Linked DNA regions of Pan troglodytes: region 1 is linked to region 2. A link is a contact called in public capture Hi-C data. All regions are on one chromosome and are shown on one strand. Each heading gives the region's core, a stretch centred on a gene start, on an enhancer-like site or on the middle of the called end of the contact. The rest is flanking DNA. Distances are from core to core; before and after follow the strand shown.

The links. Capture Hi-C pulls out chosen DNA fragments and counts their contacts.
Region 1: a capture Hi-C map of stem cell-derived neural stem cells shows a contact between it and region 2, with 6 times the contacts expected there. The contact joins two enhancer-like sites. A contact is called at or near these places in 1 of 7 Hi-C or Micro-C datasets (stem cell-derived neural progenitor cells), 1 of 1 datasets of contacts at active chromatin or transcription factors (stem cell-derived excitatory neurons) and 1 of 1 other capture datasets (stem cell-derived neural stem cells).

Annotation. Positions count from the first base shown.
Region 1 is chr6:164,114,046-164,119,308 of NHGRI_mPanTro3-v2.0_pri, reverse strand. No RefSeq gene overlaps it. Among named protein-coding and RNA genes, the nearest start is that of PDIA4, 64 kb to the left of the region's middle. Within about 2 kb of position 3,583, at least 9 of the 24 cell types and tissues checked have an H3K27ac peak or open chromatin away from gene starts, as enhancers often do. A contact at or near this core is called in stem cell-derived neural stem cells, where this site is marked.
Region 2 is chr6:163,424,792-163,430,271 of NHGRI_mPanTro3-v2.0_pri, reverse strand. The region is part of intron 21 of CNTNAP2 (contactin associated protein 2); the gene reads right to left. Among named protein-coding and RNA genes, the nearest start is that of C7H7orf33, 310 kb to the left of the region's middle. Within about 2 kb of position 2,126, at least 6 of the 24 cell types and tissues checked have an H3K27ac peak or open chromatin away from gene starts, as enhancers often do. A contact at or near this core is called in stem cell-derived neural stem cells, where this site is marked.

The sequences.
Region 1 (5,263 bases), core at 2,334-4,833, 690 kb before region 2:
CTCAAAAATAACAACTTCCCATTCTAAGCTCCTCTCCCCCACAATCCAGCTCCATGGTCACCACCATTCTGCTCCCTGTGTGTATGAATTTGAGAACTCTAGTATTCTAATGTGGAAACACACCACATCTGGTTTATCCATTCATCCATAGAGGAGCATTTGGGGTTTCCACCCTGTGGCTGTTGTGGATACTGGTGCTAGGAACATCAGTGTAACAAATGTCTGCTCGATTATTCTCTTACTTTGAAAAAACTTTCAAAAAACTAGTTTGAGTCCAATAGGCCTGATTTGCTCTAACGCTGGGTCCTGGATCGCTGGTTGTTGGATCTGAATCATACTGCAGTTTGCTTTCTCCAGACTGGGTAAGGACCCACTCTTGTTCTCCCTGCAGCCCACTTTTCTGTCACAGGTATTGATATTGATCAATATCTTGCATCCCGGCGGGGCGCAGTGGCTCACGCCTGTAATCCCAGCACTTTGGGAGGCCGAGGTGGGCGGATCACCTGAGGTTAGGAGTTCCAGACCAGCCTGGCCAACATGGTGAAACTCCGTCTCTACTTAAAATACAAAAATTAGCCGGGCTTGGTGGCGCACGTGCCTGTAATCCCACACACTAGGGAGGCCGAGGCAGAATTGCTTGAACTTGGGAGGCGGAGGTTGCAGTGAGCTGAGATGGCGCCACTGCACTCGAGCCTAGGCAACACAGCAAGATTATATATATATAGCATTTCAACGGAAACGCCCCAGCCCCTACGTGTCTTTGCCTCTCTGTGCGCCCCCCACACTTACCCTGATGCTCCTTATGTGAGGAGCAGGAACACCGGGCTTTCTTTTGTTCTCCTGCGTGAAGGCTCCCAGGGAGCCTCACCTTCTCTGGGACTTGCCTGGAGCCTCTGCGAGAGGCGAGTATCGGCACCACCAGGCCAGCCCTGAGCAGCATCTCCCATGGGCTGTCCGGGTTCGAGCCAGCGCTTGTCACCCTGTCCGCGTCCTGCAGGGGGCGCCAGAGGCCCAGCGGTTGTTCGGCCCTATGTCAGCTGGTTGACACCGAGGGCCAGGATTGCGCTCGTTTTTAAGTATAATATTTTAGGAACGCCGTGACCCCACCCACCTTGGCTGACTGACTTGTGAGATATGACCAAAAACAATGAATCGACATGGAGAAATTGGAACGCTTGCACTCTGCTGGTGGGAACAGAAAATGGTGCAGCCGCTGTGGAAAACTGTCTGGCAGTTCCTCAAAAAATTAAAAATAGCATTGCCGGCTGGGCGCGGTGTCTCACGCCTGTAATGCCAGCACTTTGGGAGGCCGAGGTGGGCGGATCACGAGGTCAGGAGATTGAGACCATCCTGGCTAACACGGTGAAACCCCGTTTTTACTAAAAATACAAAAAATCAGCCAGGCGTGGTGGCGGGCGCCTGTAGTCCCAGCTACTCGGGAGGCTGAGGCAGGAGAATGGCATGAACCCAGGAGGCGGAGCTTGCAGTGAGCAGAGATCGCGCCACTGCACTCCAGCCTGGGCGACAGAGCAAGACTCCGTCTCAAACAAACAAAAAATTAGCATTACCTTATTTATGATTCACCAATTCCACTTCTGGGTGTGAACCTGAAAGAATCTGGCCCGGCACGGTGGCTCACGCCTGTAGTCTCAGTGCTTTGGGAGACTGAGGTGGGAACATAGCTTGAGCCCAGGAGTTCGAGACCAGCCTGGGCAACATAGTGAGACCCCCGTGTCTGCAAATAATTTTAAAACTTGGCTGGGCACGGTGGCTCATGCCTGTAATCCCAGCACTTTGGGAGGCCGAAGCGGGTGGATCACTTGAGGTCAGGATTTCGAGACCAGCCTGGCCAATATGGTGAAACCTCAAATCTACTAAAAATACAAAAATTAGCTGGGCATGGTGGCACATGCCTGTAGTTCCAGCTACTTCGGAGGCTGAGACAGGAGAATCACTTGAACCCGGGAGGCGGAGGTTGCAGTGAGCCATGATAGCACCGTTGCATTCTAGTCTGGGTGACAGAGCAAGACCTTGTCTCAAAAAAAAGAAAAAAGAAAAAAGAAAAAAAGACTTGAAAGCAGGGACTAGAAGGGATGATATGTGTACACCTGTGTTCATAGCAGCATAGTTCACAATTAGCCATAAGGTAGAAGCAACCAAGTACCCATCGAGGGACATGAATGGGTAAACGCAATGTGGTATGTACAGTCATCTACAGTCGTCCCTCGGTATCTGTGGGGAGTGGTTCCAGGACCCCTGCTGGATCCCAAAATCCGTGGTTGCTTAAGCCCCTCATAAGATGGTGTAGAATTGCCGGGCGTGGTGGCTCACGCCTGTAATCCCAGCACTTTGGGAGCCTGAGGTGGGTGGATCACGTAAGGTCAGGAGTTTGAGACCAGCCTGGCCAACATGGTGAAACCGTTTCTACTAAAAATACAAAAATTAGCCGGGTGTGATGGTGGGTGCCTGTAATCCCAGCTACTCAGGAGGCTGAGGCAGGAGAATCACTTGAATCCAGGAGGTGGAGGTTGCGGTGAGCCGCGATCACACCATTTTACTCCCAGCCTGGGTGACAAGAGCAAAACCTCCGTCTCAAAAAAAAAAAAAGATGTAGAATTTACATATAACCTATGCACATCCTCCCATATACTTATAAATCATCTCTAGATTACAAGTACAGATTTAGATAATACCTAATACGATGTACATGATATAGAAATAGTTATTATGCTGTATTCTTTAATGAATAATGACCCTGAAAAAGTCTATGTTCAGAACAGACAAAACTATTTTTTCCCCCTAATATTTTCAGTCAGCGGTTGGTTGAATCCATGAATGTGGAACCTGCAGATGCGGAGGGCCAACTATCTTTTTTTTTTTTTTTTTTTTTTTTTTGAGATGGAGTCTCATTCTGTCACCTAGGCTGGAGTGCAATGGTGCAATCTGGGCTCGTCGCAACCTCCGCCTTCCAGGTTCAAGCGAGTCTCCTGCCTCAGCCTCCAGAGCAGCTGGGATTACAGGCACCCACCACCATGCCTGAAAAATGTTTTCTATTTTTAGTAGAGACAGGGTTTCACCATTGGCAGGCTGGTCTCGAACTCCTGACCTCAAGTTATCCACCTGCTTTGACCTCCCGAAGTGCTGGGATTACAGACGTGAGCCACCGCATCTGGCCCTAACTATCGTTTTAAAGGCACACTTGTCCCCCTCCCTGTTTCCTCCTAAAACAGCGAGCCGGCATCCCTGCCTCCTCCTAGGCGTTCTTATTTGGTGTAGGATGGTGATAAAGCCACCCCATTCCTTTCCTTACACAGAATCCCTCCCCTTTTGGGGTCGGCATTTTCTTGGACAATCAAATGTTCTTGGAGCTGCTGACTGCCTCAGGGATCTTTTTTTTACAAGAAATAGTGGTGATCATGATTGGGCTACAACAGCTGCTGGGGTGGTCCTGATCCCTGGGGCCAGGACTGGGAGGACTGAGAAATGTGGCCAAGGCATCAAGGCTCAGGGGTCGCACCCTCAGCCATTCTTGAGACCTTCTCACCAGCAGCACAAGGCGATGCTGCCTCTCAGGCCCAGGGCGGCTGCCCAGGAATCAGCTTTCTGTGGCCGCTTTTCTTCCTTTTCCAGGAGGCCTCTGTTGTTAACCCTTTGGTGCATCAGGAAGTTGATCATTCCATTCCGTAGAGACGGAAGCAAACAAGGAAAGGAAAAAAAATAACTCTGATGCTGAAACAATGTTGATGAAAGCTTAATTGAGAAGTTTCTTGGAGAGACTCCACCGAACAGAATCGGTTGAGCAGAAAATTGAAACAGACACAAACACTGTCTATTTTGGATCGGACTGGTTTTTATTCTGGAGATAAAGTGCAGCAAGGATTGTGAATAAATATGAGGGCTGGGGGACACACGCTGTCAAGTTAACCCTTCTGTGCAAACGCAAAGCTGGCGGACAGGGGCCTCCTTGTTTGAGGACAACGGCCCCGACTGAGGCTCTGGGCTGACAGGAAACGCACCTATAGTCCCAGCTACTTGGGAGTCTGAAGCAGGAAAATTGCTTAAACCTGGGAGGTGGAGGTTGCAGTGAACCGAGATCGCACCACTGCACTCCAGCCTGGGCAACAGACTGAGATTCTGGCTCAAAAAAGAAAAAAAAAAGTACATTCAGGCTGGGCACAGTGGCTAACGCCTGTAATGCCAGCACTTTGGGAGGCCAAGGCAGCAGGATAACTTGAGCCAAAGGAGTTGGAGACCAGCCTGGGCAATATAGTGAGACCCTGCCTCTACAAAAAAGGAAAAAAAATTAACTGGATATGGTGGCATGTGTCTGTAGTCCCAGCTACTCAAGAGGCTAAGGTAGGAGGATTGCTTGAGCCCAGGAGTTTAGAGCTACAGTGAGCTATGATTGTGTTACTGTACTCCAACCTGGACAACACAGTAAGACCCTAAAAATAAAAGGAGGGGGACATTCATGTAAGAATGCTTTCCCCCCAACATGAATATTTTGTAAAGTTAGCTTGTTTGATTGAAATACAAAATCAAATGGTAAAAAGCCAGTCAAATTTAGCAGTGGGGGGTTGTATACCAACTTTAGTGACACTAATGTTAATAAGTTCTGATAACCCACTACCATCGGACCAGCCAGAAAAGCTGCTTTCACTTTCATTATATAAATCTCTGAAGTGGCTACTCTAAATAAGTTAGGATGAGTTATTTTAAGAATTCTCCAAAAAGTCTGATATTATATGACCCCTACAAAATAATACTGCAAAAAGCCATACATTATCTGATTATCTTCCTTTAATTTTAAATACCTTAATGCCAACTGATATTCAAAATAAATGTAGTTGCATGATGGGAAATAGACGTAAATTACCAAATGGAAGCCTCTTGTCCTTTGCAAATACCTGAAGACATTCATGAATCAAAGAAAAGTAAATGAACATATTTGTGTCAAATGCCCAGCAATAGAAATGTTAAACATTTAATGTCAACAAAATGAGCTTTGGTGTTTTTTTTTTTTTGTCGTCTCCCTGCCTGTGATCTGCAAAATGCCTTCCTGAATCAAGGCAGCAGCAGATGGCAGCAGTGCCCAGAGCACGCACTTTCCATCCACTTTCCCACGGAGCCTGGACCAGAGAACTCCTCACCCACGAACACACTGTGTTCACATCACCCACGAACACGCTGTATTCACATCACCCACGAACACGCTGTGTTCACACTGGTTGTTTCCTGGGACTTTTCCTGATAATCCTTAATA
Region 2 (5,480 bases), core at 877-3,376:
AATGACCTTTCTAATATGTAAATTGGATTGTGTTACTTATGTGCTCAAAACCTCCTACTGTTTCTCATCTCATTTAGAATAAAATGCAGACTCTCCATGATGGTCTCCATCTGTGCAATTGGCTGCTGGCTAACCCTCTGACTTCATCTGTCTCCTGCCACTCTTTCCCTTGATGGCTGTATGTTGGTTTTCTTCCTGTCCTTGAACAAGCCAGGCGTGTCCCTACCTCACAGCCTTTGGACTGCCATTCTCTCTTCCTGGAAGGCTTTTCCAGCAGATGTCCACACAGCCAGCTTTCTCACTTTGTTAAGGCCACTGCTTAAATATTGCCTTCTCAAAGACGACTTTCCTGGCCATTGTAACATGCTTTCCTGCTAAGCCTCTTTTACTTTTCTTCATAGCACTTATTGCTAACATTTATATTACACAACTCTTTTCTCATTCTGTGTATGCTCATGAGAGTACATGGTTCATAAAGATAAGAGATTTCTGTTTTATCCATTGTTCTGTGCCTAGCACCTGGTACATGTGAGCACTGAACATACTTTTGAGTGAATAAAATGATTTCCCCAAATTCCTTTGCTCAGGCTTTTTTTTTTTTTTTTTTTTTTTTTTTTGAGACGTAGTCTCACTCTGTTGCCCAGGCTGGAGTGCAGTGGCGCGATCTCGGCTTACTGCAAGCTCCACCTCCTAGGTTCACGCCATTCTCCTGCCTCAGCCTCCCGAGTAGCTGGGACTACAGGTGACCACCACCACGCCCGGCTAATTTTTTTTTGTATTTTTTAGTAGCGACGGGGTTTCGCCATGTTAGCCAGGATGGTCACAATCTCCTGACCTCGTGATCTGCCTGCCTCGGCTTTCCAAAGTGCTGGGATTACAGGCGTGAGCCACCGCGCCGGGCCTACTCAGGCTTTTTAGTACATCGAGGAGGTCACAGAGTTCTCCTGCATCCACCTCCTAAGTATGGAAGATGGCATTGGCGGCCCCTAATTCTTTACCCTTCCCTGTATCTGTGGCCTTTGCCATGTGACTTTGCTGTTTTCTTCACTGAAGGGAAAGCAAGTTTCTCTTCTCCTCGACTACGGATTTGGCCACATGACTTAGTTTAGATAATCAGATGTTAGTGGATGTGACAAGACCAAAGGCCTGGAAAGTGCTTGTGTGAGTGGCTTGTTCTCTCGTGTCTCTGCCAGAGAAAAACATGCCCATGCTAACTCCCTGGTCCCAGGAGGAAGACGAGAGGTGTACAAGAGAAACTTCGGCCCTTAGCTGACCCGCAGATTAGTGATAAAAATAGAATTGTTGTTTTAAGCAATTGAGTTTTGGAGTTATTTGTTAGATGGTGCTTTTTTTTTTTTGTAGGAAGTAAAAGCAAAGCTTTTTTTCTTTTTTCTTTTTTCTTTCTTAATGCCCTAGAAGACTATGAGAAAAGGAGGAGATACAGCAGGAGAGACGAGAGCTAAGCTTTGGCCCAGAGAGCAGAAGTGGGTTTCTAAAGGATGACGGATGGAACCAAGGGTTTAGGGCTCTTGCCTTGCTTCCCAGTCTGGGGCTCTGGGAAGAGGTTGCTGTGTAGGGGGTCGGTGGTGGTGGTTGGGGGGGTCCTGTACTAACATGGGGCAGCCCAGCCTCATGTAGAGAGGGAAGAAGAGTAAGCAGACAGGGTCTCTGGTCCTCACGTGCATCATCTCATTCTCGTGCAGCATGAAGCCTTAGATGGAAGCCCTCACTGCTTGATAGCTGACGACAACCTGCCATGGGGAGACGGAGGATGCGAAAGAGACTTAGGGCTTAGGGGTCTCTCAAGTGGGAGATTGAGGGCACAGCAAGTAAGCAAAGGGCATGATGGCAGGTGCTCCCTGGGAACACTGCCTGAGTCAAAGAAAGGGACTCTAAGTTCATCAACCACAGATCTAAGCTCCAAGGCCAGAAGAGCACTCAGGGACACAGGACACTGGGCTGGAGGCCAGCAGATGCCTGGCCATGCAAACTCAAGGACCAGCATGCATCCAGGTCTCTCCCTGCCCACGGTATCATTAGAATGCTAAAGCTAGACATGTTGCTGCCTGTCTCCTTTTATATTCTGTACACCTGGTCCCCACCTTATAGAAAGAAGCAGAGGATGGGAAAGGCTCTTCGAGAAACTGAACATTTTTATTCATGAGGGACAGAGCACAACCAGGAAGGAATTTTGAAATGATTAAGTCAGAATCAGCTTTAAACCAGCCTGGATGTTTAGCTTATTTGCCTTTGCTACCCAGAAGGAATACAACATCATCAGACACAGATAAAGACATTGCATTTTCTCCACATATCTGAGCTGTTTTGTGCATTACAATGTGCAATTCTGTGATAACCATGGCAACCTCCAATTTGGTCTCCCTGCAGCTTCTCACTTCCTGTTATGCATTTTGCACTCTGCAGATGGTATTATCTGGCTAAAGTGTCAATCTGATCACGTTATTCTATGGATTAAAAAACATCCTTCCTTGACTTCCTTTAACCCCTAAGATAACATTAAAACCTTAACATGGCTTATAAATAGATCCGTAATATGGCAGATGCTGTCAGTGCCCGGCATTCACCTCAGTCCTGCTCCAGGAACCACTGACTGCGATTCGCTGTCATCTGCACTTTCCTCTGGCCTCAGCAGTGTGTTGGGTGTAAACACGGGACAAGCTGGAAGTGCTGGGGAGTTAGTACCGCAGGAAGCAGCCCTCATCACTGCAGGATGGGAGGAGGTGGCGAGATGCCCTGGCTTCCTCCTGCCTCGGTTGGGACACTCGGAGGCATGTCTCGCACTGTCTTCCAGAGTGCCCTGGTGGGATTATGTTCCAGGTGCCCACAGTGGTGAGTGGCTTGATAATGCTCCATCCCTTTCCCTGTTTCATGTCTCTACTTTCCTGCTTGTTTTATGGGATTGTCTCCCAGGTAAACTTCTTATACTCAAATCGAATTCTGCAGGGTTTCTCCTGGGAGCACCCAAACAAGATAGGTGATCATACAACTGCACAGTCCTATTTTTAGAGTAAAAGTGGGCACTGCTAATAATGTACTCTTGTCCTGGCAGGAGTAGCTTGGGTCTGTCCCAGGCAAAGCAGGACATGTGGCCCTGCTGGTAAAGCCGCCTTTGATCTGAACCCTGCTTATGCTGCAGCATTTTTATCACTCGCATCTTCACATCCTACTTTCCACCATTCTGAATGCAACTTGTGGTTCCTCAAATTTCCCTCATAGCACATTGTGTTTCCAAAGATGTCACAACCGTAACTCCCATGCCATGTTTCTTTGCAATGTGACCTGGCTACGATGCCACCAAGAGGTAGGGTCTGCTTCCTCTCTCTTGGAACATGGGCTGGAACCCAGATTTTGGTCAATAGCATATGGCAAGAATGGTGGCTCTTAGAGACCTTCAGCTTCTACATTTGCTGTTTGGAAAGCTCCTTCTTGGAGCCCAGCCACCATGCCATGAGGTAGCCCAAGCAGCCATGATTTGGAACCCTTGGGGGAGAACTGAGCCCCTGGCTCGTGGCCCCAAAGAGCTCCTGGGCAGCCAGCACTTGCTGCCAGCCACATGCATGAGGCTATTTCGGGCTATCCAGTCATTCTTACACCCTGCCTGGAGTCATGAAGCAGAACAACCACCCTGCCAATCCACAGAATTGCCAGAAATGATAAACTACTGTTTTGAGCCACACAGTTTTGGGTGGACTGCTGTGCAGAATGGAGAACTGACCTCCCCCGCCCTTATGGCCTCTACTTCAGCCCATTGGTTTATCCAGATCATTCTAACTCTTCATTAGGGTCCCAGCTTCCGTGTTACTTCCTCTAGTATGCCTTCCCTCACTCCTGGACTGGCTCAAGTGCCCTCCCTACTTGCTCCCAAAGAATTCTATACTTCTTTCCATTTATCCCACCCTCTTGTCTTTTTACTTCTAATTGACTTTCCATTACCTTCTTTTCCAGAAACTGAAGCTCTAAAAATGTGACCCAGTGCATATTGATACATTGTATGATCACCTATCTTGCTTTGGGTTCTCCCAAGAGAAACCTCTGAGAACTGGATTTGAATATATAAAGTTTCCAAAGGCAGAAACTGTGCCTGTCTTGGACCCTAATGATGTTCCAGGGACTTATACAATGCCTGGCATCTGACATATGATGAGTATACATTTGCTGATTATGCAAAGTAAAAAACTAATATGTATTACACACATACTATGCAGCAGAGACTGTGCTAACTGCTAAACATGTATTACTTTGCTGAATCCTGTGACACAGAGACCATTACTATTCCTATTTTACACATGACAAAACAGATACACACAATGTTAAGTAACCCGACAAAGTCACACAATCGGCAAATGGTAGAGTAAGAGATTGTATTAGGCTGTTCTTGCACTGCTATAAAGAAACATCTGAGACTGGGTAATTTATAAGGAAAGAGGTTTAATTGGCTCACAGTTCTGCAGGCTTTATAGGAGGCACAGCACTGGCATCTGCTTCTGGGGAGGCCTCAGGAAGCTTATGATTATGGCAGAAGGTGAAGGTAGAGCAGGCAGGGTACATGGCAAAAGCAGGATCCAGAGGAAGAGTGTTGGGGGGAGGTGCTACATACTTAAACATCCAGGTTTTGTGTGAACTCAGAGTGAGAGCTCACTTATCACCAAGGAGATGGCCCAAGCCATTCATGAGGCTTCCACCACCATGATCCAAACACCTCCCACCAGGCCCCACCTCCAACACTGGGGATTACCTTTCAACATGAGATTTTGGTGGGGACAAATATCCAAACTATATCAGAGATCAAACCCAAGGGTGGGAGAGCAAAGTCTGCCCTTAAGTCAGTCCTTATGCTTCAGTCAGGACAGGCGAGGCTATGCCACAGTAACAAACAGCCCTATAGTCTCGGTGGCTTAACAAAGCAAGGAGGTTTTTTTATCTCATGCTATATGTTCATCACAAGTCAAGAGTTTTCTGTTCACTGTAGTCACAGAGGGACCCAGGCTTATGGAAAAAATCACTGTCTTAGGCTTGTCAGTCACCATGCCAAAGGGATAAAAGGACTCTAGAGGGTCTTGCATGAGCACTTAAATGTTCTAGCCTGGAAATCACACAAATCTTTTCCATTCATAACTCTGGCCAGAAATATTCTGTGAGCAGCATGGTTATCACAGTATATGATTTCACCAACAAATGAAGATCTAAGTATTTCAGTTCCTTCTGTGTGAAGAGGCTTTGCCAAAGCTCCAGAAAGTTTTAGAATGCCTTAGAATAAGACTTTTTAATCAATAAAAAGTCGTGTAGGATCATGATATTCACAATTTAGATTACAATAGAAATAATATAGGGGCTACTAGCCACTTCTATTGGAATTGCTTTGGATAATGGTAGTTTGGGAAATATGAGGATCTGAGACCAATATGACTTACAAACTCTAGTTAGTTCAAATGGATAGAAGTTCACTTTATTTTTACCAC